4 separate regions of the Mus musculus genome follow, and regions 2, 3 and 4 are each linked to region 1. The links are chromatin contacts, called in public HiChIP or PLAC-seq and promoter capture Hi-C maps. All regions are on one chromosome and are shown on one strand. The core of a region is the stretch at or near the end of the contact, and the rest is flanking DNA. Distances in the headings are between cores, read along the strand shown. Region 1 holds the start of Brd7 (bromodomain containing 7). Region 2 holds the start of Heatr3 (HEAT repeat containing 3). Region 3 overlaps Heatr3 (HEAT repeat containing 3). Region 4 overlaps Tent4b (terminal nucleotidyltransferase 4B).

Region 1 (7,637 bases), core at 3,504-6,003:
GGCAAGGTACTCATAATTTATGTTCACATCAAGTCTGTTTGGGTCCAGGCTACACACTCTGACTTTAGATAACTAAGGCAGAGGTGTGGTTTGGCTCCCCTTCTAATTACCACCTTACCTTTGCAATTGTCTCATGAGCTGATTCAAAGCTTCCTGAAGGGGTGTCTGTTCTACTTCTAAAGCAAACAGGAAACATGTGTCAAAAAAAGGGCATAATCTAGCACTTCAGTTTTCCATTTATATAACTCATCTATTCTTACTAAATACTTCACTCAGGAATTCAATTTATCACACAAGTGTTGAAGGCTGAGAATACCAACTCAACACCAAAGCTAACTTAAGAGCTCTCATGCAGCAGGAGAAATAAGAGAACTTATAATAAACTCATTACAAGTCTTTAAGTTGTGAGTCAAGCTAATGCTCAGGCCCTTTCTCCCCCTCCTCCTCCTCACTCAGACAGACAGCTCGGAGTAATCCCAACCTTCTTGTTTGGCTAACGAGCTTGTAAGAGGCTTCTCAGGAGGTAAGTCTAATCTTATAGGGACATGACACTGGAGATCTCTGTCCACCTCATTCTCTGCACGGTCTCGATCCCGCTTCTTTTTATCCTCCTAAATAGAACAAAGGGAAGCAACTTAGAAATATTTCATAATCAACATTTTTAAATACATATCATTTTAGTTTCAAAGGAGAAAAATAATCACTGAAAAGAATAAATTCTAAATTAAGAAAACGTAATGTATTTTGCTGCCATCTACTGGATAAAGTGAACATGTTCATCAAGGAAAATAAGCGTATTTCCTTATGACAGAAATAACTGATTAGAAAAATAATACTATTCACAAACACAATATTCTTCAAGCAAACCTAAAAGAGTCCCTTCTAGGGAAAATCATAAAATATTAGTGAGCCAATAAATAGCAGAAAACCTGAACAAGGAGATATACTTGTTAGTTCTCTCCACAGCCATCAAATTCCAAGTAACACCACTCAGAACTGTAAAGCCGTTCTCCACAAAATCTGAAAAACCAATTATTCCCTTTTTCCTGAGGAGTGAATGACTAAAAACACAACAGTTTTGAAGAAGGTCACAGTGAGACAAGGAGAATGGAAAAGCATTTGCCCAACAGCAGAAAGGATGGCAAAGGCCTGATCTCCAGTGCCACAGTCACAGAAACAAGCAAGGAAGCCAAAGCTATAAATGACAGTAAACCTTAACAGCACTAAACATCTTCATAGTGTGACCGTGAGACAGCGTGGACACAGGGACAGACAAGCAGGACAGACAGACAGACAATAAATCTAGACACCGGCCACACACAGAAACTCCCAGGAAAGTAAATGTACAAAGCAAAACCTGGGACCTTCAGATAAAGAATTCTGAGACTCAGGAGTAGGAGTTTTCCCCATAAATTTGACTTAAAGATGTATGTATGTACGTATGTATGTATGTATGTATGTATGTGCCTAGGTATGTGCATGGACACCACATGGATGCAGTGCACTGAAGGCCAGAAGAGGGCATCAGAAATCCTGGAACTGGAGTTAGAGGCGGTTGTGAGCTGCATGCGATGAGGGCTGGGAACAGAGCACAGGTCCCTTTGAAGAGCAAGTGCCTCTTAACAGCTCTCCAGTCCAAATCTGAAATTTTATTTATAAACTCGGTGCTGCAATGAAACCAGTAAAGCTAAACTACATGCTGGGATGAAGAATGTGAGACACAAACACTCATGAAAGGGAGACCAGCAGTAGATAAATGTTTACAAATCCATGTAAAGACGAAAAAGACATCACAGAGAGGATGTGAAACCTAGCACAGGCTCCCAAACTCAGGACTGATGAGCTTCAAAACTAAAGGGCAGGGCTAGAGAGGTCCAGCAGCAATTAAGAGGACTGGCTGCTCTCCTAGAGGACCTGGGTTTGATTCACAGAGTGGCTCACAACTCCAGAACCATAGGATTTAAGGCCTTCTTTTCACTTCTAATGGGCACCAGGCATTCAGTGGCATACGGATGTACACACAGCAAAACACCCATCCACATTAAAAAATAAAATAAAGATTTGAAAGATAAGTCTCTCTAATGGGCAAAATTTAAATGTATGAACAAGTTGCTATAAAAATGTGGAGTAATAAGACACTGATGCTTTCTAGACCTGTGCTTCTCAACCTTCCAGTGACCCCAGCACAGTTCCTCATACTGTGCTGACCCCAGCCACTGAAATTATTTTGTTGCTACTTCGTAACTGTAACTTTGCTGTTACTGCTAGGTGACCTCTGTGAAAGGGTCACTCTACCCCAAAAGGGGTTGAGACCACAGGCTGGGGACCAGGTGGCTGGCTGGTCAGGAACCCCAGAGTTACTGACCTAAAGGTACAAAGTAGAGCCTGAGAACAGACTGCCAAGCAGTGACCACCAAAGCAACACCCACGTGACCTGGAAACTTTTAAGATGTACATTCTTGAGCTCAGAAGATAAAGTTGAGTTCTCTCCTAAACAACACAAAAAACTAAGACAGAGAATAAAAACATTAGAGGGAAGAAAGTGATCAGAGAGGTACTCCAGTCACTAAACACCTGAGTTGAAAGCACAGCATCTACTGTAAAGTGACGATGCAGGAGAGAGGCAATCCCAAAGTTCCAAGAAAGCAAATGCTGGTCACAGGCTAAATCAGGGCGCTGACCAGCAGCCAGAAAAGACATAAAGTCTGCTGAATTGGTGCCTACATTGGACAGCTTACAGCTGCCTGTAACTCCAGCTCTAAGGAATTTGACACCCCCTTCTGGGCTCCACAAGTACCTACATGCACTTAACCCCATGTCCTAAATTTTAAAATTCTGAGAGAAAATATCTTTCAATTTAAATTTCTGTTCTGACTCAAACTCTGTATCTGTATGAGAAGTCTACCCAAGGGCAAGGATTTTTAAATATGAAAAGCATACCAAAATCTACCTGTTCAAAGTTTTTCTTAGGCTTCTCAGCCAGCGATGGTGGCCCACATGCATAATCCCAGCAAAAGGAAAACCAGAATGACGGACATACACTGAGTTCTAGGCCAGCTGCATACCTGATGCCCAAATACCCACGAATATAATCAAGACAAGCCTTGTCGAACTCATAGGTAAAACAATTTACATGTTCACTTTCAAAACTCTCAGTTAAAACAAAGACTCATGCCTGTGTGCTTTTGTAATTTAGGAAATGAAAATATAAGCCAGCCTGACCCAAGACTGTGACTATTGCCATAGTCAAGCTAAAGGTCATAAAATTCTGGGCAAAAAAGAATAAATTTAAAACATTCCTCCCCCCCCCCCCAATAATTTAAGACATTTTAAAGAGACAATCTCTAAGGCTTGGCCACTCATCAATGACTGTATAAAGCAAAGAAAAACTCTAAAACTAAGCCTCAGAAAGGATGACTTTCAAAAAGTACTAACGCATTTTAGTAAGCACTTGAGGGCAGGCAGCTAACATTTTGGAAGGGCAGAATTCTAGGGCAATTCCAGATATGGGTGGACTCACCTTTGAGAAGAAAGTTAACCCGCACTATTCAACCTACCTGGCAAATCAAGACATTAGCTACTTACTCTTTTCTAGTTAATGAAAACGGTTGCTTATTTTGTATTAAGCAGCACAGGTTGGCCGCAGTCTCCTGCGCGCTGAGATCACAGGCACGTGCCATCACGCCGCGCCAGCTCCATTTGTCATTAAAATAACTTATTTCAGGAGAACACTTGGGACACCTGTAGATCGCCTTCACTTCTGAAGAACAGCTACGTTTGACAAACCTCCCAGGCTTTCCGGTGAGTGACTTCTCACCCTTCCAAGACAATTATAAAAAAAACAGCCTTTGAAGGAGTCACGGAAGACCAGGACTCGGCTGCTTACAGGATGTGTGGGGACAGCACGGGTGCTCGAGAGGACACTTGGGACAAGACTTGCTGAGCGCCCAGGTGACCCAGGCTTCTGGTCTGTCTCACTCCTCCACAAAGCCAGACTTCCCAGACGTCTGGGTGTCGCACTGGAACAGGCTAAGGAGGCTGGGAACTGGAGCCCGGGGCCATAAGCAACAAAGCCCCCTTTACCTTGACTCTTCTCCGTTTTCTCCCCTTCTCTTCCCCCGGAGCCTGCTTCTCGCCTTTCTTCCTCTTTTTCCGTTTTCTGTCCTTGTGTTTGTCATGGTCGCTTCTGTCTTCGAAGAGGCTGGAGTCGTGCCCGGAGCTGCCCGTGGAGAGCTCGGTGACCTCGCTCCCCCCGACTTTGAGGACCAGCTTCAGGGGCTTCTCCACGTACTCTGAAACAAGAGCAGGACGCGGGGCTGAGCCGGGGCCGGCCGAGGGCGGGCGCCCCACCTCCCAGCGCCCCACGAACCCCCGCCGGGACCGGCAGGCCCGAGTCGAACGCCGCCCCGCCGGGGGCGATCTCCGCGGGTCGGGGCCTTGCGGGCAGGGGACGGCGCGGCTCCGCAGGCAGGCCAGCCGCTCCTCACCCTCGTAGAAGTGGCGGTCCGACTTGTGCTTCTTGTGCTTCTTGCCCATGTCCGACCGGGCCCCAGAGCCCGCCCCCCGCGCCAGGCCCAGGCCGTGCGGCGCCGCTTCCGGTCCGGGCCAGGCGAGCGGAGGGCGGGAGCGGGGCCCGCGAGAGCCCGCGCCGCGAGGCAGGGGGACGGCACGCGCCCGGCGGCGCGAGGTCCCTCACGAGAAAAAAAAAAAACCACGCGCGGGACGCGACCGAAGCGCGACACCAGTGGCGAGAGGGCGAGAGGCCGGCAAACCAGCGGGAAAGAGAGGCCGCCGAGCGGACGGGATGCGGTCTGCGGCGCGTGGCGGCCCCTGGCGGCCGGAGGCGGCGCTGCAGCCTGTGGTGGAGGGCGGGGCTGCGGCTGGGGGGCGGGCTCAGAGGCGGGGCCTGTCTTGACTTTCTTTTTCCATCCCCGACGCTCTTCCCTGCTTTCCTGAATCCTTTTAACTTTCCTTGGCTTTTGTTTCTTGTCTTTAGCAATATTATTGAACTCCATCTGTACAGGATCGGGCAGACCCAAGAATATGGGTCCTGCCAAGCCTAACGATCTCCGTTCGCTCTCCAGGTTCCACATGAAGGAGAGAATCGACTCCTGAAAGTTGTCCTCTAATGTTTACATTTATATATATTCTTGCACAAATAAATAAATGCATACAGAAAAAAACCAAAACAAAACAAAAACAAAGGCTTGTTCATGATAGAATAAAGCCTCCAAGATGTTAACTAAATGAAACGCACCAAGTGTGCAGCAGTGTTGTTCAAAAGTGAGACCGGAAGTGAAGGTGTGGTCTGGATTCAAAGGCTGGAAACAGTACTGCTTACTTTATTTCAGGTGACCAGGACGGTATAGGGGTGGATTCTTTTACTTTTATGCTTTTCTTTGTGGTTTAAAAAACAATTTATATGCTAAAGTAACTGGAAAGAAAAGGAAGCTAAGGGTCTAGAAATTAGCTAGAACTTGCCTCCGAAAAGGTGGTGGGGTTGCAGCTATTGGCTCCCCAGGGAGGCACAGGCTGCCTGCTGTTTTGTCTGCTTCTCACCCCCATCAGTGCCGTTCCTGTTCTCTTATCTCTGGATGCCCAGCCCTTCTGGGCAGTGGCTCACTGACAATTTTGTCTACTGGCACTTACCCAGATGGGCCACGTTAAGATCTGCTTGTGCTGGGTGTGATGGTGCATGCATGCATGGCTGTGCTGGCCTATCCCGGCCCTCAGGTTGAGGCAGGAGGACTGAATCCCAGACTAGCCAGGGCTACATAGTAACATGCTATCTAAAAATAGAGCTCACTGTTGCATGTGCAGAGATGTCTAGGGAAATAAAGTGCACGCTCTCTCTCTCTCTCTCTGTGTGTGTGTGTGTGAGACAACTTTACAAAATAGCAAGAGCAGGTAATATTCATATTCCCATTTTATAGAGGAGGAAATGGATGCCCAAAGAAATAAGATAGGGGTCAGATGTAGAATCAGTATTCAAATCCAGGCTTGAACTGGAGTCACAATCCTTTTCATTAGTTAGTACACACAGTGCAAAGTGTCTTTACTGCACTTTTAGCCTTCTAGTGGCCTATACATTTTATAAAAATCTCATTTTTTCCTCAAGAAAGAATCTAACCGATCCTTTCTACTGTACTCAGAAGTGGACTTGAGAGTGGAGAGAAGATGCAGGAGTTAAGAACACTTGCTGCTCTTCCAGAAGACCTGGGTTCGGTTCCCAGTACTTACCCCCATCCACCAGCTCACAGCACCTGTAATTCCAATTTCAGGGTGTCTCCTGGCTCTTTAGGCACCTGTGTTCATTTAGTGCACATAGATCCATGCAGCCACACGCACACACATAAATTAAAACAACAACAACAACAAAAACCAACAACAAGTTGGACTCTTGGATGGCTTTTTCCTGGAAGGTTTGTTGTTTATCTTTGTGTGTGGTATGCTAGGTGTGTAAACCCCTGTAGGGAACCTCGAAGTCAGCTCAAGACACTCCAAGGCCAAATTCTCAGCACAAAGATTTACTTGCTTTAGAGGTACAAAGGTCAGGGACTGAGAGACAAAGACAGGAGATAGAGGACACGGAGAAGGGGACAGGAACAAGGGAGAGGAGTAAGGGGTATTTGCCCTTGACAAAGGACTGCCTCTGGATACAAAGGAGACAGACAGTGCTCTTAGGTAAAAGGAGAAAACTGTGTGTTAAGATGAGGTGTTTAATTTTGATTGTGCATGTTAATTAGGTGAGCCAAAGGGGGCTTTTGATGGCTGGACTTCAATACTTTGATAGCTGGACCTTGGTAGGCAATCTCAGGAGGAGGAATTAGCCAAACAAGGGAATAGACCTTGGTGGCTAGCTTTATATATTTAATCTAATGGTTTTGAGCAAGGTAGAGGGAATGGGGAGAAGGACAGGGCCTGTTAGAGCCATGCTTGCCACACTCGAGCTGGCCAGAGTCCCTTTACCGCCACATTTTAGGTAGTGCCGAGCTACCCCTAGACCTGTAGCTTAGCCTTGAATTCCAGTGTTGAGATGATAGGATGATATTTTAGGACCCTGCCATTTGCAAGTGATAGGAAACTGAATTTGAGCTGGGCATAAGGCTCTCATGTTTAATCCAGTACTTGGGAGGCAGGGGCAGGGGAAGGCAGAGGCAGAGGCAGAGGCAGAGGCAGAGGCAGAGGCAGAGGCAGAGGCAGAGGCAGAGGCAGAGGCAGAGGCAGAGGCAGAGGCAGAGGCAGAGGCAGAGGCAGAGGCAGAGGCAGAGGCAGAGGCAGAGGCAGAGGCAGAGGCAGAGGCAGAGGCAGAGGCAGAGGCAGAGGCAGAGGATCTTTGCGAGTTTGAGACCAGCTTGGCTTACAAAGAGTTCCAGGCCAGTCAGGGCTGTTGCCCTGTCTCGATAAACCAAGAGGAGGAGGAGGAAGTGGAAGAGGAGGGAAATGTGGGGGAGGAGGAAGAGGAAGAAGAGGAGGCAGAGGAGGAGAAGGAACAAGAAGAAAAAGAGAGAGAGAGAGAGAGAGAGAGAGAGAGAGAGAGAGAGAGAGAGAAAGGAAGGAAGGAAGAAAGAAAGGAAGGAAGGAAGGAAGAAAGACAGACTCAATGTGAATTATTTCAAGTCAATAAAAAGGAGATT
Region 2 (7,637 bases), core at 1,302-3,801, 220 kb before region 1:
GATGGTTGTGAGCCACCATGTGGGAACTAGGAATTGAACCCCAAACCTCTACAAGAACAGCCAGTGCTTTTACTGCTTCTTACCCGCTAGGCTATCTCCAGCTCCTATTTTATTGTAATTCTGCCTTGTAGACCAAACAGTTGCAGGTATGGCAGTTGTAGACTATTAGCCTTCCTCATGCCTTATTCATGATCTAATAGTGATTGGCTTTTACTCAAGAAACACATCATTTTTTACATTTGTTACATGGCTCTTACAGACTTGAATTGGGAATTTCCTCCAAGAGTATAAAGCCAAAGAAAAATTTAAGGCCCTTAGGGTTGGAATTCCTTTGAGTGTTTGATTAGAACCTGGTTCTTCTCCCCTAGAAGAGATATAATTGGATATACATGTAAAGTTGGCTTGTGTGCTCTGCAAGAGTAGCCAGTGCTGAGCCATCTCTCCAGCCTCAGAATAATTATCCTTTTGGTTTGTTTGTTTGCTTGCTTTGTTTTTTCATGACTGGGTCTCATTATGTAGCCCTGGCTGCTGTCCTAGAGCTCACTATGTAGACCAGGCTGGCCTTGAACTCACAGAGATCTTCCTGCCTCTCCATCCAGTCAGTATAAGTATTAAACATGCACATCTACAGTAACTTTGTTAGCGGCAGCCTAGAGCTACAATGCTCTGTAAAACCCACGATGCCAGGACCAGGCTATAGCTATTATTTCTAGCTCCTCGAGCAGTCCCTAAGGCATAGCAAGTAAGCACTTTGACTTGAGCGAGCAGATAGACTTGCTTGAGGATGAATGAATCGTGTGGAGTGGACTGGGCAGCAGACCATTTGAGAGCAACTTTTCAGAGCTGGCAGCATTTACATAATCAGCAAAGTGGGAGGTAAGTGACAGTGAGAGCAACGGGCTAATGCCAGACTGTTCTGAAGACACGCAACGCAACTTCCCTTTCAGAAGTAAGTTTCTTTTTTGAAGCAATCAAAATGGTTCTCACTCCTTTGATGTTTCACAAACTTTAAAGTCTGTGAATAGAGAAGCATCTCCTTTTTCATATGATCTTGGTGAATCTGGCTTAGTTTTTCAGATGACTACATAATCACAGTGGAGAGCAGTGTGAGACAGGGCAGTAGCAGGTTGAAGGAGCAGATGCTCTAGAGCCTTATTGCACGCTGCTAATACAGAGTCTAATGCACCTTTCCTGCACGGAGCTCCCAGGCTAGCAGGGACAGCATATAGGGATAGCTTTTCTGTTTGCACACTTTGGAAACTCTGGCACTGGAACTCAGGGCCTGGCACTTGCTAGGCAATCACTCGTTTGCTGAGGCTCATTCCTGCACACATTTGATGACAGGGACAATTCAGAGATAACTGCCACACAAAATACATGAAGGGCCCATGGTGATGTGTCTGCTGGGACAGCAGGAGAATGAGGACACTAAACCAGGCCCCATAAGTGGGGCATTTTTAAATATCTCCCATTTCCAGAATACATCCCTACCTATAACAGAAGGAATTTTAAGTAGATCTGAGAATATGCCCCAGGTGATAGCCAAATGATCAGTTCAAGGAACGCTAAACTTAAGCTATCCTTTGCCCAGGCCTAAGACTAGTTCAGGAGAGCTCCAGGAAGACAGAGGAGGCTCCCTGGTTTATAGAGGACGTGCTGGTAGCATGAAGCAGAATGCCATGATGTCAAACTCTGAAGTGGCTTTTACAGCTACAGGCTGGTGAGATGGCTCAGCAGTTAAGAGTGCCGACTGCTCTTCCAAAGGTCCTGAGTTCAAATCCCAGCAACCACATGGTGGCTCACAACCATCCGTCACGAAATCTGATGCCTACTTCTGGAGTATCTGAACACAGCTACAGTGTACTTACATATAATAAATAAACAACTACAGGACTCCACCAAAAGTTTTTAGAAAATATACTTAAGAGTCTCTTTTAGGAAGGCTATATTTCAAACAGATGTTTGAAAAAAAATAGTAACCTTTAAAAAAAAAGGATGAAATGATTCGGCAAATAAAGGCATTTGCCATGCAAACCTGAAAAATCAGAGTTTGATTCCTGGAACTGTTGTTGATGGAAAGAACCAATTCCTCAGAGGAGTCCTCTGATCTCCACCCGAATGAGGCAGCACGTGTGCCTACACATATACCACACATTTTAAAAAAAATTATTAGACAAATATTTTATGAGAAACTTTTTTATGTTGTCTCAGTCCCTAGCACAATGAAATGACTGGCTGAAAGTCACTAGGCTTCTTCTAAAACTATTACCTATGGGTGGCTGAGGAATGGCTCCTAAGAATGGTAAAGAAAGTACTGAGATTAAAGTCAAGATCCACCACCATCTTGCTGGCTGAACTTGCCTTTCGTACAGTTGAATTTCTGTAGAAGCCTTACGTTTGTACGATGGAAATGAGATGGGTGTGTTAACATTCCCAGGGACATCCAGGGCTCCACCCATTGTCAGGGATGGCCCCGCCCACATCACATTACACGCACGCGCAGTCCCTGCTCCCGCCCTCTGCGCAGGCGTGCTGCTTTTCCATGTGTGCTCAGGCCGTCACATTGGACCCGCTGAGGGGAGACGCCAAGTAACGTCGAGCCTGGAAGTCGCCACGGGCCCGGTGGGCCCCAACGACGGCTGCTGCAGTCGTCCTCTTCTGGTCTGTCACTGCAGCCTCCGTCGCCATGGGTAAGAGTCGGACGAAGCGCTTCAAGCGACCTCAGTTCTCCCCTATCGAGAGCTGTCAGGCCGAGGCGGCGGCCGCGTCGAACGGGACTGGGGACGAGGAGGACGATGGGCCCGCGGCGGAGCTTCTGGAGAAGGTGGGACGAGGGCATGGCCAGGCTCGGGCGGCGGGCGGCCGGGGGCCCGGGGGCCCGGGAGCGAGGTGCTGCAGCGCGCGTGCTCACTACGCGACTCTGACGTCTCGGTTCCCGCAGCTCCAGCACCCGAGCGCCGAGGTCCGCGAGTGCGCCTGCGCGGGACTGGCCCGGCTAGTGCAGCAGCGGCCCGCACTACCAGACTTAGCCCGTCGGGATGCTGTGCGCCGGCTCGGGCCGCTGCTGCTGGACTCGAGTCTGGCGGTAAGGGAGACGGCGGCCGGAGCTCTGAGGTGAGCCCGAGAGGGCCCGAGGCAGTGTCCCTGCGAGCAAACAAACCTGGGACACCCTCGCCCGATGCATTCTCTACTTCTGGGGGAATAATAACATGCCAGTTAGCTCAGGTTTGCAGTGGATGGAGATGTGAATTCATGCACCGAAGGACCCCGGGGCTCACACACTTTTTGTTGTATCCACCTGGCGCTTCACCAACCATCAAACCTCATGCACATTTACCCCATCTCAAAACCCACCATAGAGTCCCTGATAGGATAGTCTTTCAGTCTGGGCTCCAAGTACAGCTGACATTTCAGCATGTAAGATCTCTTTGCAGGCGCTCCACTGAGAGGGTGTCTGGAAACTGTCAAAAAGACTGGGCTGAATTTCAGTAAAATTTAGACCTTCTAGCATGGTGGCACAGACCTTTAATTCCCGCACTAGGGAGGCAGAGGCAGGCAGATCTCTGAGTTTGAGGCCAGCCTGGTCTACAGAGTGAGTTCCAGGACATCCAGGGTCACCCAGAGAAATCCTATCTCAAAAAGGCCAAAAAGCAAAAGCCACTCTAATGAACTGTAGAGAGGACAGAAAGTTAGTATTTGTGCTCTTACAGATTTGCCTGTGTGTATTGTTTCAGTCTAATAAATATTGGATGGAGCACCTGTGTGCCAGCCACTGGACGAGGCCAGTTCAAGGCCACCTTGAACTACTTAGTGAGTTCCAGGACAGCCAGGGCTGTTACACATAGAAGCCCTGTCTTGAAAAAATCAACCAACCAACCAGATAAATAAACAAATCTTAAGTCTATTGAGTAAGATTAGTGTTAAGAATATATTGATTATTATTAACCAAATAATTACTATATGTATAAATACAACTAGTAGTAATTGCAGAGACTACTATTAGGGGTATGATGGTTTGAATAAGAATGTCCCTCATAGGCTTATGTATTTGACCACTTAGTATTGAGTTCTCCTATTTGAGAAAGAATAGGAGGTGTGGCCTTGCTGGAGTACGCGTGGGTTTGTTAGAGGAAGTATGTCACTGAGGGTGGGATTTGAGGTTTCAGAAAGCCCACACCAGGCCCAACATCTTTGTCTATGATCAAGATACAGCTCTCAACTACTGCTCCAGTGCCATGCATGTCACCATGCTCCACGATGACAATGGACTAAGGCTCTGAGACTACAAACAAGCCTCCAGTAAATGCTTCCTTTATAAGGGTTGCCCTGGTCATGTTGCCTCTTGAAAGCAACACAACAGTGTAAGACAATGAATTATTTGATGTGCTGAGGACCAGGACAGTTGAAAATCTGTAGGCTTGCTCTCTAGCATATAACAAATACAGTTTTGTTTTGTTTTTTCCTGTGGAAAACCTTAACTGTGGTTAGACATACAGGGCTTAGCAGCATTTTGTGAGATGTGACTTGAAAGTAAAATGTGTTTACATTTCTTATGTAGAAACCTCAGTGCTTGTGGAGGTTTTGACGTTTGTGATGACATGGTGGCAAAGGACATCATGACGCCCCTGGTGGCACTACTGAGAGAGGTATGTGGCATTTAACATAGCCTGAGTGATGACTTCTGTGTGGTTTTTAGGAGACAGGTTTAGGAGGTTTTTTGTCTGTTTGTTTTTTATTTTTCAATACTTTGGTGTCGTCTTATGTGTCCCTTTAAATACCCTGTGACAATTTTATTTTTTCCCCTGGAAACTCGGTACAAAGGCCCCAGTAATACCAATCTCTATTATTTGTGTCTCTGCCACCTTTATGATTAGAAGAGCCCTTTCTAAAGATATGCACACTTACCCCCTTAGAACTCAAGCCCGTTCCCTGACTGCTCACTCCTGTGTGCCTGTCATTTAATCTTCACAGTGGTCCTATGGGACAAGTCTTTTTTCCCTTTCTTTTTTGTGGTGCTGGAAATGGAACTCAGATCTTTGTGCCTCCCACCAGGCAGGTGCTTTAGCACCACCCATCTGTATCCAAATCCAAGGCAGGTGTTCTTATACTAGTTCATACTGTGCTGATGGGCCCAAGGACAGACGTTATGAACTTACAAAGACTATGTTAGACTCATTGTTACGTGTTACATGTACATTCATGTTACATGCTGTAGCTCATTGGCTAAGGACACTGGACTCTTGTATTCCTCTCAGTCTGCCATGCCTTTTGTCCGTTTTACACTGATGCTATGAGACCTTGGTCAGTGCTCCCTTACAAGCAGTGCTGCTGCGCTGCAGGTGGCTGTGCCATGGGGACACCCAGTTGGGTAGAGATCAGGGATGCTGTAGAACTTCCTTCCTTGCAGAGGGCATTCTCCCATTAGACGTCTAAGACTCAGAAGACCTTTTAGAGAGTGCCCTGTTCTGTGCTAGGAAGCAGCCCTGCACAGAGGTCGGGGCTCCAGTTGGAGGCTAGAATGTCTGCAGCTAGAGCCCAGCTTTACCATACACTCAGCTGTGTCTTCAGGAGCCTCTTTTATCTTATTTTCATACGAATATTGGGAGGTTAAGGTTAATAGTTGAGCTGCTTCAAGTTTGTTGTGAGGATTAACTAGTAAATATATGTAAAATGCTCAGAATAGTACTTAGGGGATGTTGTACAGATATTAACTATTGTATTCCTTTGTCATTCTGTTTCTTTTAATATAAATTAATTATTCTTTTATATATATATATATATATTTATTTATTCGCTTTAAATCAGCACCCTCTGTCATTCTGACTTTTACTATATTAGGGGAAATACGTTGTATTGGTCTTATACTTTCATGTAAAGTGTGGGACAAATAACATCATTCCTTGACAACCTTTCTTATCTGTGTTTCTTGCCAAAGGGATGTATTATTTTTTTAAGTTTTTATTGTTTTTATTTATGTATGTCTGTGTGGAGTGAATGCTGTGTGTATGCAGGTACCTTCAGAGGCTATCAGATAGCGTGGAGCTGTAGTTACAAGTGGTTGTGTACCAATTGATGTGGATACTGAAAACTTAGCCTAGGTTTCCTGCAAGAGCAGTGCAAAACCTTCCTCTGGACAGACAGAGTGCTCTTAACCACTGAGTCATCTCCATGCCCAAGGGATGGACCATGTAGAGAACTGTACCTGTAACCATTGATGTAATTGTTAACTAACCCCTATCATTTCTGGGGTTTTTAAGGTTATAATTCTTTACTATTACTATCTTTTTTGCTTAATTATTCTTTTGAACCTAGGTGCTAATTATGATGTTTGGTTGCAGTGTCTCTCTGGACTGGATTCAAATGAGATGTCTCCACAGGAGAAAGCTGATAAGAGAAATCCTGTAGAGAGCATAGCCAATGAGGCTGTGAATGTGCTGTGGAATGTGTGGTAAGTGCTTTCTGAGGTCAGTCTCCTGTTGTGTCACTGCCCAGCCTGTGGTGCTCTCTGTTAAACTGTAGGCCCCGCCCACAGATGCTTGCTACTTTAGTTGATGGGGCAATCTGATGACTTGAGATTCATCCTAATCAGCATAGTGTACACCTGCTTTGGTATCTGGAATGAAAAGGGACCACGAACATTGGCTGATGTTGTTGTCCACTGTTCTAATAGTGACTGTTTGAACGGGAAGTAAATTCCCAAGAGGAACTCTCTTCGAATGAAGAGGAACAAGGCTGCTTCTCTTCCCTGTCGCTGGCACTGGTTAGGTTAGAGTGGACCATGCCTAGGAATGAAACAGAGCTTAGAAGCACTTCTTAAGCTTGGTTTTATGCCCATAATTATAGCAGTGTTATCGTTTCTTGTTTTTTTGTTTTTTTTTTTTTTTTGGTTTTTCGAGACAGGGTTTCTCTGTGTAGCCCTTGCTGTCCCGGAACTCACTTTATAGATCAGGCTGGCCTCGAACTCAGAAATCCGCCTGCCTCTGCCTCCCGAGTGCTGGGATTAAAGGCATGCGCCACCACCGCCCGGCAGTGTTATCGTTTCTTATATTCAGTTGGGAACAATTAAAATAGTGACCTGAAAGCAGTGTCTCTTAGACTTTAATATTGAGGTAGATCTTGAAAAGCTGCCTACATACCAGTCTGAGTCTGCTTATAATTTCATCTTAAACCAGTAATACTGGCAAAGATTTGAGAAAATGGCTTTTTCCCCTTTTATTTTTAGTTTTTCTTTTTCTTTTTTTGTTTGTTCCTTCCTTCCTTCCTTCCTTCCTTCTCTCCCTGCCTCCCCTTTAGCCCCAGGATCTTACTGTGTAATTTTGGCTGATCTTGAATTCATGTTCCTCTGTCCTTGGCCTTCTGACTGCTGGGATTGCAAACTGGCTATAAGAAATGGCACATGAGCAACTGATAGGTGTTTTTCTGTGCGCCATAAATCTTTTACTTTCTATAATTTTGTTGTTTGGAGCCCTGGGCCTCATGGCTGCTAGCACTAAACATGTTTAGCATTGTGCTTTTTCTCCTGTTGCTAGAAGATCACTGAGCTTGAAATTTGATTGATTGATTGGTTGGTTTTTTGGTTTTTCGAGACAGGGTTTCTCTGTATAACCCTGGCTGTCCTGGAACTCACTCTGTAGACC
Region 3 (7,637 bases), core at 2,509-5,008, 190 kb before region 1:
ATGGCTCATAGTAGAGTATGTGTCTAGCATTTGTAAGACCCGGGCTTTAATCCTGAGCACCGAACAGTAGAGAAAGAGCAAAACTCGGAAGAAGGCGGTGCTTTGAAAGCTTTATGAGAACTCTGAGCTGGGAAAGCAACCTGAACCACTGGAGGCGTTGATGGGGCTGGTTTCCTGTTGAGCATGCATTGCTGCAGTGGGATGCTTCGCTGCTGGAGTTTGTCTATGGTAGAGAGCCATAGTGGCCTCTCTTAGTAGCCAGAGGCCAGTCTACAGCATGGGATTTGAGACTTTTATCTTGGTTTTGGTTTATATTCCTGGAAATGGAATCCAGGACCTTATAGCTTGGCAAGTAACCATACATGACCTACAGTTTTAAAACAAAGCCCATTTGTGTAAAATGGAGATACATTTACATTTCTGTAAAAAGGAGGCATTAGAAGCTTCAAGTTGGACTGGAGAATTTGTCTAAAGCCACACTTCTCAAGAGTGTCCCCTCCCCTACCCTCCCCTCCCCCAGCATCACCTGGTGTCTTGTTCAGAATGTGGACTCTTCTCGTTTTCTATTTTTTTTAATTCTGAGTTAATCTCATTTATTATAGTATGGCAGAATGTGGATTCTTAGCCCCCAGCTCCTGGCCTCTAAGTCAGAAACCTAGTTGGTTTTTGTTTTGTTTTGTTTTTTAATATTCTTAGTTGTGCACACCTTATTTGTTTATTTATTTACTGTATGAGTGCTCTGCTGCATGTACATCCGCCCACCTGAAGAGGGCATCAGTTCCCTCTATGGGTGGATGAGCCACCATGTGATTGCTGGGATTTGAACTCAGGACCTCTGGAAGAGCAGCCAGTGCTCTTAACCTCTGAGCCATTTCACTAGCCCTAGATCAGAAACTTAGTAGAGGTACCAGTAGGGGCCCCACCAGCCCATTCTGTAGGAAATCTTAAGAATTGGTGCTTGGGCTGGAGAGATGGCTCAACGGTTAAGAGCACCGTCTCCTCTTTCAAAGGACTTGGGCTCAATTCTCAGCTCTCACATGGCTACTTACAACTCCAGTTCCAGGGGATCTGGCACCCTCTTCTGACCTTTTTGGTTAGTGTGGGTATGTAGTGCCCAGACATGCGTGTGAGCAAAACATCCATACACATAAAAGAAAGGGCCTGGAGATGTTAGACCTTTTGCAAAGGTCCTGCTTCAACTCTCAGTATCCACGTGATGGCTCACAACCATCTTAACTTCAGTCCCAGGGGATCCATTGTCCTATTCAGACCTCCTTGGACACCAGGCATTCATGTGGTATGCATATGTACATATAAGGAAAGTGTTCATGCAAATAAAATTAAATCAGTTTAATTAAAGATAAATAAAAATATCTTTTTAAAAAAAGACTAGGGGTGAGTTATGATTTGATTTCCATAAACTTTGATCTTTTTATCCATGGTTCTTATTTCTGTAACTTTTCCCTCCTTTGGTCTTTTTCCTTCTTTCTTTCTTTCTTTCTTTTTTTTTGAAATAGGGTCTCTGTATGCAACCCTGGCTGTCCTGGAACTCACCATGTAGATCAGGCTGGCATCAAACTCACAAAGATTCATCTGCCTCAATCACTGCTTCCAGAATATTGGGGTCAAACGTGTGCAATTAGCTTGTAACCATAATTCTAATGTGTGTATACAAGTTGGAGAGGTAGTTCAGTGGTTAGATTTACCATGCAAGTGTGAAAAGCAGGAGTTAAGATTGTAAATTTACCACCAAAATGCTAGGAATCTCAGCTTCAGAAGGTAGGGACAGCTGGGCAGTGGTGGCACACGCCTTTAATCCCAGCACTTGGGAGGCAGAGGCAGGCGGATTTCTGAGTTCCAGGACAGCCTGGTCTACAGAGTGAGTTCCAGGACAGCCAGGGCTACACAGAGAAACCCTGTCTCGGAAAAAAAAAAAAAAAAAAAAAAAAAAAGAAGGTAGAGAACAAGAACAAGCTGGCTAGTGAGACTAGCCAAATCAGCAAGCTCTGGGTTTGATTGAGGGATCCTGCCTCACTGACAATGGAAAAGAAAAAAATGGCCACATTCTCATTTTCCTCTTCTTCATGTTCGATATTCTATTTAATCTGGAGTAAAACTTTGACTATATTCTTTGAAATGTCTTGTTTAATAGTAAGTGAATGACTAGTGGATAACAAGTTAGGTGATAATGTTCTCCTTCTCTCTGAATTTCTCTCACCAGATACGGAAAGAAGGGAGGGGCAAGTACAGTCCAGACCAGCTGTGTGTTCTCGACAATGTGAAGATGAATTTGAGACGGTTTATTGCTTACCAGGAAACTGTTGAGAAAAGACTGACTTCTTAAACCATCAAGAGGACCAGAGCTAGGGCTGGCTGAGCATCTGCGTGCCTAGCTGGCACAACAGCCCTGGGTCTATCCCTAGTTCCTGAGGAAAAAGGAGTAAGAGAAGCTGCTTCTCCTGATGGATTTAGTGCTGAGAATACTGAAGGGTTTCCCTTGAATATATGTGCTTCCAAAGCCTTTTTTTCTTTTTTGAGACAGGTTCTCTCTAGGTAGCCCCTCCTGGCCTGGAGCTCACAGAGGTCTACCTGCCTCAGTTTTCTGATTGCTGGGCTTTAAGGTATTCAACACCACACCTGACCTCCAAAAGCCTTCTTTCACTGCCTCTGTTCTCCGTGTTAGTTTGAATGTGAGAACCTGTAGGAAATGTGTGTTACATCTCCAACATATTTTAGCCACTGAAAATGCCCCACATTTCAGGTGCTAGGGTCGGCATTCAGGGCCTTGCTCCTGTGTCGTGAGCTCTACCACTAACTCCACCCCAGCCCTCAGGTGGTTCTTAATGGAAGGGCAGTAAAGAGACTTCAAACAAGTACGTCCTTACATTTTTTTTTTTTAAGAAAAGAAATTAAATCATTGTTGGGATGTTTTTTTAAAGCCAATAAATATCATTTTATATTAGCTAACTCCTAACAGAAATGTAAAGATAAGCTTTATAAAATATTTTTGTCATGAAGTACTATATACCAATGATGAATCTTTTGTGAAGTAAATGACTTGAATTTGTCACTGTGTAGATAGTGAGATGATTGAATTCTGTATAGGGGTCTGAGCAGTTACTCTGGGTAACAGCATTTCCTGTCTTAATTTGATACAGAATCAGAAATTAGTAGAAAATGCTGGACATGGTGGTGCACACCTTTAATCCCAGATCTTCAGAGGCAGAGGCAGGAGGATCTCTTGAGTTCAAGGCCAACCTGGACTACAGATGGAGCACCAGGATAGCCAGAGAGACCCTGTCTCAAAAAAAAAAAGAAAGAAAGAAAAGAAAAGAAAAGAAAAGAAAAAATTAGTAGAAAATATTTTTGAATAAATAACTTTTAACTGGATGTTTTGTGTCATACAGATTATTTTTTATAGCCTAAGTATCCGCCTTCCTAGGCAGTTTGCTTCGTGTCAGAGCTTACAAAGGAAAGCAGCATGACTTTCTTGATGACCTCTCCTTACTGTAAAAAAGGAGGGTACCAGATAGGGCTCATGCTGGGACTGTAGTCCACATTGTCTGGGGACGCCCTGGGCTGCTCCCGAATCCATCCCTCTGCCTGGCCAGAGTGATCAGAAGCAAGCTCAAAGCACAAAGTAGGCTGTAATTTCCCCTAGATCTGTAGCTGCATGGACCACTTACTAGGATTCATTCATGTGCACTGTGGCCTAGTGAGCAGTTTTCCCTGTGCAGAGCAGGCTGTTAGGAAGCCAGGATTATTTATCAGCTCTGAGGAGTCACTGAGATGGTGAAAGCAGAGATAGTGAGGTTTTCTGGTGGGGTGGGAAATGGAGATGCTCTGCCTTGCACAGCAGGCTTTCTTTATTCTCCTGGGTGAGGAGCTGGATGGCTGTGCGTGACCACTGCGGCCAAGTGTTTGACCCAAGTGTTTTTTTAAAAGGGTTTTTTTTTTCTAGAGTGGAACTTTATACGTGAGTTCAAGGCCAGTCTAAGCTAAAGAGTAAATTCAAGATTAGTTTCACAGATAGTCTGCCTCAAGTGTTTGTCTTACCTGTTTGAAAGAGAGTAGTAGCCGGGCGTGGTGGCAACCGCCTTTAATCCCAGCACTTGGGAGGCAGAGGCAGGCGGATTTCTGAGTTCAAGACCAGCCTGGTTTACAAAGTGAGTTCCAGGACAGCCAGGGCTACACAGAGAAACCCTGTCTTGAAACCCCACCCACCCACCCCACCCCCCAAAAAAGAAAGAGAGTAGTGTTTCTGATTCTGTTCTTTCCCATGCCATGCTTCCTAGACTTAGAACAAAGCAGACAGACAGTCAAGTTCAGGGCACACCATGGTGTTTGGTGGGTGGGTGGGTGGGTGAGTGAGAGAGTTTGTTTTATTTAAGCTGTAAGGTGGTTTGGTCACGCTGCAGTCCAGCGCACAGTCGGGTGGTGCACTGAAAATGTGCATGCTACAGCCTTCTAGGCTTTAAGGCATGGGTGGTTCCACCTCAGCTGCTCCCGTTCAGCTTCGTCGCTGTAGCAGCAGGGAAGTGAAAAAGCCCTGGATACACTCCCCAGTTGTAACTTACACAAAAGCTATGGAGTTTGTGCCAGGGTTGTCCGTGGGTAAGTGTCATAGAGAAATCTTTAGAAGGGACGAAGGCACATGCCTGTAATCCTAGCACTCAGGAAACTAATGCCAGAAGATGGCGGGTTGAAAGCCTGTTTGGGCTACATAGCTAGACACATCAAAAAAAGAAAACCCATAAAGTAATTTATTTGAAAATCTTCTGGAAGCCAGGAGTGGAGGCATATACCTTTGATTCCACACTCAGGAGGCAGGTGCAGGCAGATCTCTGAGTTAAAGGCTAACCTGGTCTAGATAACAAGTTCCAGGGACAGCCAAGGCTACATAGAGAAACCCTAAGTCAACAAAAAGAAAAAAGATCAAGAATTGTACCCCACAACTACAAACTATTTAAAGTGTTAGAGTACAAAGCTATATGAGATTATTCATTTTCTAAGTTTTTTATTGTTGTTGTTGTTGTTGTTTGGTTTGGTTGTTTTTTGAGATAGGATTTCATTTAGCCCAAGCTAGTATCAAATGTATTTTGTAGCTGGGGCTGGTTTTCAGCTGTTGATCCATCTTCCACCTCATAAGTATTGAACTGGTTTTAGGGTTTTTTTGGTTGGTTGGTTGATTGATTTTTTTTCATTTGTGCTTGCATGTGTGTACATGACTAGATCCTGTGGCACTAGTGTTACAGGCAGTCAAGAGCTACCTAATGTGGGGGTGTGGTCTGAACTCGGGTCCTTTAGGATTTTAAAGTCTTCGTACTTTTTCATGACACTTAGTGTCTTAGTTAGGATTGCTATTGCTGTAAATAGACTGCAGCCACAGCATCTATTATAAAGAAAAATATTGGGCTGGAGAGATGGCTCAGCAGGTAAAAGCACTGACTGCTCTTCCAGAGGTCCTGAGTTCAAATCCCAGCAACCACATGGGAGCCCACAACCATCTGTAATGAGATCTGATGCCCTCTTCTGGTGTGTCTGAAGACAGCAACAGTGTACTCACATTCATAAAATAAATAAGTCTTAAAAAAAAAAAGAGAGAGAGAAAGGATAGCAAGTTTAAAAAAGAAAGAAAGGAAGGAAGGAAGAAAAGGAAGAAAAATCTTTAGAATTGGGCTGGCTTACAGTTCAGAGGTTTAGTCCATTGTTGGCATGGTGGGAACCATGGCAACATCCAGGCACACAAGGTGCTGGACAGGTCTGAGAGTTCCACATCCAGATCCAGAGGCAGCAGGAAGAGAGTAAGTAAGCCACTAGGCCTGAGTTGAGCTTCTGAAACCTCAAAGCTCACCCTCTGTGACACATCTCCTTCATATAATGTCACTCTCTGTGATTCCATAGGGGCCATTGGGACTACATAAAAGGCTGGGCAGACATGGCAGTCTGGTAATCGTTGTAATCAGTCCCTGGAAGTCTTATCAGACATAGCAGATGTGCCATGATGGTAATGGACTGAACCTCTGAACTGCAAGCCAGTCCCAGTTAAATGTTGTCCTTTAGAAATGTTGCCATGATCATGATGTCTCTTCATAGCAATGGAAGCCCTAAGAAGTTTGTGCCAGGAACTGGGGTATTGCTGTTGATAGGCCTGACTATGCTTTTGTTTGGAGGAATAAGGAACCTTTGGGACTTTCGACTAGAAAAGCAAATGGACATTTTAAGCAGGGCTTATGGGCCATCCAGCAGCAAGGAAGACAGTGGTGCTGAGGGTGATTTGAACTGTAGGGGCCTGGTCCGTGAGGTTTCAGAGAAGAATTTTAGTGTGTTGCCTTGGCTGTGGTGTATCTTCAAAGCAATAGAACGGTGTCTAAAACAGCAATAAACAATCCAAAAAGGAAATTACTGTAATAATTGTGTTTTAGTCCAGAGGTGACCAGGCTCAGCAGTGCAGTTATGCACTGGCATCAACAAACGTCCCAACACACCAGCCCTACTGCTCCAAACTGGTCCCAGCATCTCTGCCTCCCATTCCCTGCAGACAGAATCAGGTTTATGACGTTTTAATAAATGTTTAATTTATTGTATTATGTGGGTAGGTCAGTGGACAAGTTTCAGGAGTCTGGTTCTCTTTGAAACGTGGGATCAAGGCATCTCATCTGAACTCAGGTCATTAGAGATTCACAGTGTGATGGTTTGAAAGATGTCCCTCTTAAGTCTCCGGCCTTTGAATACTTGGTTCTAGCTGGTGGCTGTTTGGGGGAAGGAAGGCTTTCGAGGTGTGGCCTTGCTAGAGGAAGTGTGTCACTGTGGGCAGGCTTCAAAGTTTCAAAGGCCACAGACCACTCCTGGCTAGCTCTCTCTCTGTTTTCTGATTGCGTTTCCCTTGCCGGTCGCCAGTGGTGCACAAATTTAATACCAGCACTGAGACAGAGGCAAGTCGATCTCTAAATTTGAGGCCAGCCTGGACTACTTACTGAATGCTGATGCTTCCAGGCATGGTGGTACACCCCTGTCACCTGCTGTTTGGAAGTGAAGGAAGGAGGACCAGGAATCCAAAGGCATTCTTGGCTACATGGTTTGAAGCAACCCTGGCTAGAGGAGACCCTGCTTCAATAATAGTAGTAAATTTGAGGTTTTTAGAATGTATTTATTTTCGAGTTTTTTGAGACAGTTTCCCTGTGTAGCCCTATCCTGGAACTCTGTAGACCAGACTGACCTTGAATTCACAGCTATCCTCCTGCCTCTTCCTAATCCAGTGCTGGGATTAAAGGCATGATCCACCACACCCAGCCATAGTAAACACCTTAAAATGACTTGTCAGATTGCCAGTGGATCCTAGGGGTTGAATAAGCAGTAGGACTCGCTGGATAGATACATTAAAAACTTTAGATGGGCACAGTTCTTACCCTTCATCACAGAAGCTGCTTTTTGCCAAAGATGAAGGCGATCAGAGACCCACAGCTGGTCAAAATGCAGAAAACAAGCGATTGGTGACTGCCAGCCCACATGGTGCATCTGCAATGAAACCCCTACAACGAAGGCTCGGAGAAAATGGATGACGAAAGAGTAGGAGGATTGATTGTAAGGGCCAAAGGACCAGGAAGCCTACTGCAAGATTGTGTCTTCTAGATATG
Region 4 (7,637 bases), core at 2,583-5,082, 130 kb before region 1:
CAAATATCCTACCAAAGCCCTGCTATTATCCATTCCTTTTTAAGCAGTTAAATATTTGGGTTGTTTGCTTATTTTGTCTTTTGTGGCCCTGGTTGTTCTGGAACTCACTTTGACCAGGCTGGCCTCAAATTCACAGACATCCACCTGCCTCTGTCCCCCAAGTGCTGGGATTTACGAATCTCTGCTTTCAGCTCCTTTATATTTATATCTGGGAGGGAAATTGTTAGGCCAGATGGCAACTCTGTGTTTAAGTTTGAAATGACATTTTATATTTTTTATTATTTTTAGGTAGGGCCTTTGTTGCCTAGGACCTTGAGTTCCCAAGCCTACTGGATGGATTGCTAGAAGAGACTTAAAGACTTAAAGATTTGTGTTAGACTTCAGAAGCCAGAGCCAGGGCTAGTCGTGTAAGCCTGTGAATTTGATCCCTGGGGCCTGTGTGAGGTTGGAAGGAGGACAACCATAGAGTTGTCCTCTCACCTCCACTTAGGTGATGTGGCACAGGTTGGACATGGGATTGCATAAGTGTGTGCATGTACACATGTGCATTCATGCACACATACACTCACACACACAGAATAAAAAATTGTTTTTAAAGATAAGCATCTAGAAACATGACTAAGCCACAGGTTGGTGGTTCGCCATATGCTTTCCACTGAACTGGGAGTGTTAGCAGCTTGGTTGGTCAGCATTGTGAACGGCAGCAGGCAGCAGCAGCAGGAGCTTCTTACAGGTCTTAGACAGCCTCAGCTCCTGGGACCCCTGCCCTGAAGCGGCAGCCCTTGAGAGTGACACATGTCACAGTCCTCTGACCTAGGTGCCAGGATCTCCATCCTTTGAGAGAAGCTAGTGTTGCGTGTCTTAGGCCTGTAGGAGCGCTCCCTGGAGAGAGAAGCTTCTGCTGCGTCTAGAGCCCAGGCCTACATTGTCTTCAGCTCCTCACAGCCCTCATTGTTTCTGCTGCCTCTTTTGTTTCTGCCCTGACACCCTAGCTGCCCTTGTGTATTTATTGTCACTGTCTCTACAATGGCTGCTTCCACCCTCTCTTTTTTATGGCAGCAGCCTAGCCAGCTCTGCTAATTATATAGTTAGAAGCAAAGAAAAAGGCACAAGAATCCTTTTATTGGTCCCAGTGTTGCAGTACCAGCCCAGGAGCCCCTCTCCAGCGTGGTTAACAGAGAGCTGAGCAGCCTTCAGTGTGACCAGAAATGGACCAGAAATGGACATCTCTATCTCAGAATTTCATGAAAAAGAACAACTGTCTGAACCAAAAAAATGGCACAGTCCCTTATGCAAATGAAGAACTCTCCTTACACTAATTGTAGGCTTTCTGTTTCCCCTTGTTTGGGTGAAAATGCCTGCAAGGTAAACTGTCATCTGGACCTCACTGAGTCTTTCATGGTAAAATGTCTAGGGCAATGCGTTTCACACAGGCCAGCCCCCTGCTTTCTGGAGCTGCAGTTACTACTCTCGGGTAGCAAGCAGCAGTGGCAGCTGAGGAACTTCATCTGATACCTCAGTGCAGTATTCACAGCCAGACCTATGTGAGGATAGTCCTGCAGCTGATGGATGGCAGCCTGGGTGCCAGGGAGAGCTCTGATAGCTGTCAGTTAGGCAGGTGGCCCTTAGAAGGATGCTTATAGAAAAGACAAGCCTTCCTGCTGCAGCCTTCATATCATAGTGGGTTTGTTTTCTGTTTTGTTTGTTTTGTTTTAATGTTTTTTAAAATGGGGAATGTGGGAGGGGGATGTATGCTGCATGTATGGAGGGAGGTCAGAGGACAACTTGTGGAAGTTACTTCTCTATTTTCACTATGTGGATCTTAGGGATTGGACACAGGCAGCAAGTACCTTTACCCTCTGAGCCACCCAATAGCAACTCTGTTTGTTTTAATGTAGTTATCCTCTTAGATGTAAATTGATGTCTGATTGTGGTTTTCATTAGTTAAACTGTGGTGGTTTGAATAGGTATGTCTCCCATAGACTTCTGTGTTTGAATGCTTGGCACTATTGAGAGATGTGGCCTTACTGGAGTAGGTGTGGGCTTATGGGAGGGAGTTTGTCACTGTGGGGGCAGGCTTTGAGATCTCCTATGCTCAATCTCTAGCCGGTATGGAATTCAGTCTCCTTGCTAGCTAAGGATTTAGATGTAGAACTCTCAGTTATCTCATCTCTGTGCTGCCATGGACTGAACCTCTGAACATGTAAGCCAGCCTCAGATAAATGCTGTCTTTTATAAGAGTTGCCTTGGTCATGGTGTCTCTGCACAGAAATAAAGCCCTATCTAATATAATGGCTAACAGTGCATTTTTATGTGTCTATTGCAATCTGTCTTTCTTCTTTGGAGAAATGTCTGTTTAGACCTTTCTTTTTTCCCTTTTGCATTGTTGAATCATGCTTCTTACATAATCTGTCAGGATAGTATTTCTTTATCAAATATATAACTTGCAAATATACTCTCCCATTCTGGGGATTTTCTTTTTACTTTCAGTTTTTTAAAAATTGGCTTTAAAAATTTTTATGTGTATGAGTGTTTTCCTGCATGCATGTCTGTGCACCATGCCTGGTGCCCTTGGTGGTCAGACGAGAGCATTCGGTATCCTGAAACTGGAGTTACAGATGTTGTGAGCCAGCATGTGGGTGCTAGGAATTGAACCCTGAGTACTCTGGAAGACCAGCAGGCTCTCCTAAACATGAGCCATCTCTCCAGCCCAGTCCTTTACTCTCTTAATACTTTACTCTTTTGCACAAAGGTTTACAATTTTTGATTAAATTCAATTGGTTCTTCCTTTTATATGTGTGTTTAGTGTCATGTCTTAAGAAGTCAGTGCCAAATGTAGTGTTTCCTACAGTGTGCTTTCCAGAGTTTGAGGTTTTAAGTGTGGCTTTTTGGCACTCTGAGTGAATTATTGAATATTGTTGAAGGTAAGTGTCTGGCCTTATTCTTTTGTATGCGGATATCCAGTTCCCTCAGCACCATTTGTTGCATGATCTATTGAACAGTCTTTGCTCACTAGTTTGAGTTATTTTTATTATGTTAACTAAGAGTGCACAGAAATAGAAACTTCTTGTGTTCAAGGATGATTTAAAAGGAAACAAATTTACGAGTTAGAGATGCTATTGAAATCGTATAAGATGTTAATTTTCATGGCATCTCATGATACCACTCGAAGTGAACATTGGTGGTGTTGTGTGATGTGGAAGTGTATTTAGGTCCTGGCCAGAGTGACACCCTTCGGTTATGAAAATTTGGCCCTTGCAGCAGTGTCACCTGCTCTTACTTGGCATGCATGCATGCATGGGTCACCAAGTTGTGCTTTGCTCTTGGCTGTTAATACAGACCAGGTAAATCTCTTGCGTGGCCTGAGCCGGACAAGCAGGTGCAGCAGTATGTATGTGCTGGGACACAGGGCAGCCCTGTGCTCCCAAGGAAGGCTAGCCCTTAGCCCAAACAGAAACCATGTGAGACTTCCTGTGGCACCGTCCACTTTCTCTTGTGCTCCTGAAGGGTTAATTCCCCCCACCCCTGAGAGTTAGCCGGGAAGAGGGAATTATTTACACCTCGTCTGACAAAGGGAGCTTGTTTTGCTTTTCCCAGAGGAATTATTTACAGGATCCTTGCTTCTGTGCTCCTTCTGTGGTTGGTTAGGGTGCTTCCTCATGGCTAGTGACCCCACCTTTGCCTCAGTTCCACTGTAACCACAGCTTTTCATTGACTGCAACTAGATTCAAAGCTTGTGCTCCCAGTCTTAGATGGGATTAGGATGTTTGCTCTTAACACTGATTTTACTGCCAAGATTCTGTCAAGTTGAAGATTCACTACATCAGTTTTGTTTGCATGACCATAGAGTTCTTCACAGCTAAATTCTTAACTGGGTTGTCCCTCCCTGTTTAAAGTGCTAGACTACCCATTTGATTTTTAACTATTGAAAATGAGTGATGCTGAGATAAGCTTCCGGGTGAGGACCTCATGCCCCTGGGGCAGAGAGGTTCTTTAGCTGTTTTCTGCTTGGATACAGTTTGGTTTAGATATTCAGTTTGGTTTTGGTTGTTTGGTTGTTTGTTTTGAGACAGGGTTTCTCTGTGTCATCCTGGCTGTCCTGGAACTCACTCTGTAGACCAGGCTGGCCTCAAACTCAGAGAGATCTCCTGCCTGTGCCTCCTGAGTGCTGACATTAAAGGTGTGTGCCACCACCACCTGGCTAGAAGATGGAGTCTTTTTATGCTGTTCTGAGCAAAGAGTCTCCACTTTGTAGGCTGTGAAGGCAAGTGGCTGAAACTGGAAGTGAAGCTCTGCCTAGCTGCTGGAAGGAGTGGCTCTCCCCCCCCCCCCCCCCAGGCGGAAGTGTTCCTTGTCTTGTATGCATGTCAGGAAGTGTAGTAATCTTGTATGACTTCAGGATGGGATTCATTTAGTATGATAGTATACAACATTTTTCTAAGTTTGTATCAAGTCATAGCTAAGCAGATTATATATATATATGTGTGTGTGTGTGTGTGTGTGTGTGTGTGTGTGTGTATATTTTTTTTTTTAAATAACCAAAACAAGAGTGTTATGTGAATTAACACATTATGGGCTAGGTATGGTGCCACACCCACCAGTGAGAGTTTGACCATGCTCTAGTGAATATATAGACAATACAAACTGGGCTTTTTCCCTTTGATTTTTACTTATTATTTTAATCTATCTATCCATCTGTCTATCTGTTTATTTTGATGGGGGGGAATAACAAGGGCAAGGTGGTCATGGAAAGACTGGGAAGTGAGTGTGATGGGTTGCATAATGTGAGTCCCAGAGGATCACTGAAAATACTACATGGAAAAAAAAAGAGAATTTCAACATATGAACCAGGGAAATGGCCTAGGATGGAGAGAGCTGAGTGGCAGAGCACTTGTCTGTGTGCAAGGCTTCGGGTGTGACCCCAGCACTGCAAATAAATAATAACAAAAGGGAAAGGGTTCACTGATCCAGCAATGTAGGTAGATATCAAAATATTGACACTGAAAGACTAAATGAGTAACCCTACAAGTATTTTCTGCATAATTTGCTTTATATGCTTTTTATAAAATTATATATAACTATACGAGATGCAAAACTAAAGTAGTAAAAAGGACATATTAATTGTTGCTGACGATGGGTAAAAATAAAAGCAGGCTGAATTATAGAGACCCAAGAAAGCTTGGGAAGGTGTCAGTGTGTTCACTATTACGATTATAAAGATAGTCTGACATCCACTGGCCAAAATCAAGTTTTAATGTGTAGCTTATTATTATACTTAAGTGTTATGGAGCTAAAATAATACCGGTAAAAACCTCAGCTTCACTGGGTGGTGGTACACACCTTTAATCCCAACACTCAAGAGGCAGAGGCAGGGAGGCAGAGAGGCAGAGGCAGAATCTGTGAGTTCAAGGCCAGCCTGATCTGCACAGAGAATTCTAGTACAGCCAGGGCCAAATAATACAGAATAAGACAAGTCCTTATTCTCATCGATGTGTATCCTCATTAGCTGGGTAATAGCACACGAGCTGATAGTTCTGGGGACTTGGGCCCAGGCCTCACATGCTAAGAAAGAGCACTATCACTAAGCTACATGTCTATTCAGTGTTTTGAGATAGGGTCTTGCTGCATAGTTTAGACAGGCCTAGAACTCATGATCTTTCTGTCTCAGCTTCCTGAGTGCTAGAATTACAAACATGCACACCACTTTGGCTGATAGAGTAGTTTATTCTAAAATGCTTTTAAAATTGGAACCATGTAAAACAATCAATTTTAGTAATATAATCTCTTGTTCATTTTTAAAGTTTTAATTATGAGGGATTTATTTTCTTTTTAAGATTGATTTTATTTTACGTGTGTGTTTTGCCTGTGTCCTGTGGAGCTCAGTAGTGGTTGACTACTGGAGCTGGAGTTAAGGATGGGTGTGAAGTACATGTGGGTCCTGGGAACACAACCTGGGTCCTCTGCAAGAGCAGCAAGTGCTCTTAACTGCTGGATCACTTTTATTAGTTTAAAAAAAATGTGTATATTATTTTTCTGCATACATATCTGTGCACCTCTTGCATGTCTGGTGCTTGCAGAAACCAGAATAGAGCATCTAATCTCCTGGAGTGAACTACAGTTGGAAGCCAATATGTTGGTTCGGAGACTTGAACTGGGCCCCCTGGAAGAGCAGCAAGTTTTTTCTTAACCAGTGAGTGAGCCATTTCTCCAACCCTAATGTGATTCTCTTCATTAGTTTATCTATTTACTTATTTGAGGAAAAGCCTCACTATGTAGCTCTAGCTGGCCTGGAGCTGGCCTTGAACTCACAAAGATCTGCTTCCTGAACGTTGGGATTAAAGTTATGCTCCAGCATACCTTGACTCTCAAGTACACCATAGTTTATGGCATTAAGTATAGTCACAATGTATTGTGGCAATTGTCACTATTAAGTTCCAGAACATTCATCACCAAATAGGAATTCTGTTTCTTTCCAGCCCCTGGCAACCAAGAGGCTCTGGATTTTCTTATTCTTCATGTGTCATGTAATAGACTCATACTGTATGGGGCTGGTTTTATAGCTTCAGGGGTTTAGTGCATGGTTCTCATGCTGGGACACATGGTGGGATGTAGGCAGACAGGGTGCTGAAGGTAAGTTTAGAATTCTACATCTAGATTAGTAAGCTGTAGGAAGACATGCACGCACACATGCATGCACACTGAGCCTGATTTGAGCATTTGAAACCCCAAAGCCCATCTCCAAGTGACATACTTCCTCCAACAAAGCCACACCTCCTAATTCCTGTCAAGTAGTGCCACTCCCTAAAGACCAAGCATCCACATAAACGAACCTGTAGTGGCCACTCCTCTTCAAACCACCGTGTGTGTGTGCGTGCGTGCGTGCGTGCGTGCGTGCGTGCGTGCGTGCGTGCGTGCGTGCGTGTGTGTGTGTGTGTGTGTGTAACTTAATATCAACCATTTGAAAGCATACAATTTATGTTGTTGTCATTGCCCGTCTCCAGAAATTTTTATCCTCCCCAACTGAAGCTGAAAATACTGCTATATTTTCTCTTCCATCCTTGCCCCTATAGCCATGATTGTCTATTATGTCAGGATTATTCCTGGGATTTGACTTCTCTAGAGACCTCATAAAAATGGGATCAAACAGTATCCTTTTGAGTCCAGCTGATTTCACTCTGCGTAACAGTATTCTCAAGGTCCACTCACTTTTTATCCACCATTCCTCGCCCATAGACTCCTTCACTTGGCTCTGCCTCAGGCTAGCATGAATAACACTGCAGTGAACAGGTCTCTTCTGGAGACCTGCTCTCAGTTCTTTGGGGGATGCACCCATGTGATAATTCTGTGTGTGTTTGTTAGTTTTTCTTTAACAAATTGCCATGATTCTCTCCCCATGCTGTCCATTTTATATTCCCGGAAGCAGAGACAAGGGTCCTCCAGCTGTGTCACGTGCTTGTCTGCACACGACAACGTGTTTCCTTTTGTTTGTTTTATAGAAATCACCCTAATAGCTACTATAAAATTTTCATACACTTTACATTTTAATGTATAACCAAGTCTTAATGTACTGCTGGACAGCAGTTACCCCTAAACCCTTGTGGAAGTGTGGAGGACTCTGACAACTGTCAGTCTCCTCC

The links. Promoter capture Hi-C pulls out the DNA fragments that hold promoters and counts their contacts. HiChIP or PLAC-seq counts read pairs in DNA pulled down with a chosen protein or histone mark. Capture Hi-C pulls out chosen DNA fragments and counts their contacts.
Region 2: a promoter capture Hi-C map of adipose tissue shows a contact between it and region 1. The contact joins the promoter of Heatr3 here to the promoter of Brd7 in region 1. A contact is called at or near these places in 16 of 39 promoter capture datasets (the 3T3-L1 cell line, 3T3-L1-derived adipocytes, the C10 cell line and 11 more), 27 of 484 Hi-C or Micro-C datasets (the AML12 cell line, B cells, CD4 T cells and 19 more), 5 of 115 datasets of contacts at active chromatin or transcription factors (the 230-238 cell line, bone marrow-derived macrophages, effector CD8 T cells and 2 more) and 3 of 9 other capture datasets (adipose tissue, liver and macrophages).
Region 3: a promoter capture Hi-C map of embryonic stem cells shows a contact between it and region 1. The contact joins the enhancer-like site here to the promoter of Brd7 in region 1. A contact is called at or near these places in 15 of 39 promoter capture datasets (the 3T3-L1 cell line, 3T3-L1-derived adipocytes, the C10 cell line and 8 more), 6 of 484 Hi-C or Micro-C datasets (CD4 T cells, the P5424 cell line, cortical neurons and 2 more), 2 of 115 datasets of contacts at active chromatin or transcription factors (both in bone marrow-derived macrophages) and 3 of 9 other capture datasets (adipose tissue, liver and pancreatic islet).
Region 4: a contact with region 1 is called in an H3K4me3 HiChIP or PLAC-seq map of bone marrow-derived macrophages, with 2.7 times the contacts expected there. The contact joins the enhancer-like site here to the promoter of Brd7 in region 1. A contact is called at or near these places in 5 of 39 promoter capture datasets (the C10 cell line, the HPC-7 cell line, the SN4741 cell line and 2 more), 4 of 115 datasets of contacts at active chromatin or transcription factors (the SCID.adh cell line, bone marrow-derived macrophages, embryonic stem cells and 1 more) and 1 of 9 other capture datasets (liver).

The regions. Positions count from the first base shown.
Region 1 is chr8:88,357,419-88,365,055 of GRCm38.p6, forward strand. Brd7 (bromodomain containing 7) reads right to left here and starts at 4,754. Exons shown (of 17, transcript NM_012047.3): 1 at 4,488-4,754; 2 at 4,084-4,292; 3 at 482-611; 4 at 119-176. The coding sequence starts at 4,536.
Region 2 is chr8:88,135,334-88,142,970 of GRCm38.p6, forward strand. Heatr3 (HEAT repeat containing 3) reads left to right here and starts at 2,552. Exons shown (of 15, transcript NM_172757.3): 1 at 2,552-2,824; 2 at 2,942-3,114; 3 at 4,559-4,646; 4 at 6,339-6,448. The coding sequence starts at 2,687. Mir7071 (microRNA 7071) reads left to right here and starts at 2,873; the gene lies at 2,873-2,941.
Region 3 is chr8:88,168,638-88,176,274 of GRCm38.p6, forward strand. Heatr3 (HEAT repeat containing 3) reads left to right here. Exons shown (of 15, transcript NM_172757.3): 15 at 2,222-3,315. The coding sequence ends at 2,344. Among named protein-coding and RNA genes, the nearest start is that of Tent4b, 27 kb to the right of the region's middle. Within about 2 kb of position 3,759, at least 5 of the 459 cell types and tissues checked have an H3K27ac peak or open chromatin away from gene starts, as enhancers often do. A contact at or near this core is called in embryonic stem cells, where this site is marked.
Region 4 is chr8:88,224,694-88,232,330 of GRCm38.p6, forward strand. All of the region lies in intron 1 of Tent4b (terminal nucleotidyltransferase 4B), which reads left to right. Among named protein-coding and RNA genes, the nearest start is that of Tent4b, 29 kb to the left of the region's middle. Within about 2 kb of position 3,833, at least 46 of the 459 cell types and tissues checked have an H3K27ac peak or open chromatin away from gene starts, as enhancers often do. A contact at or near this core is called in bone marrow-derived macrophages, hematopoietic stem and progenitor cells and liver, where this site is marked.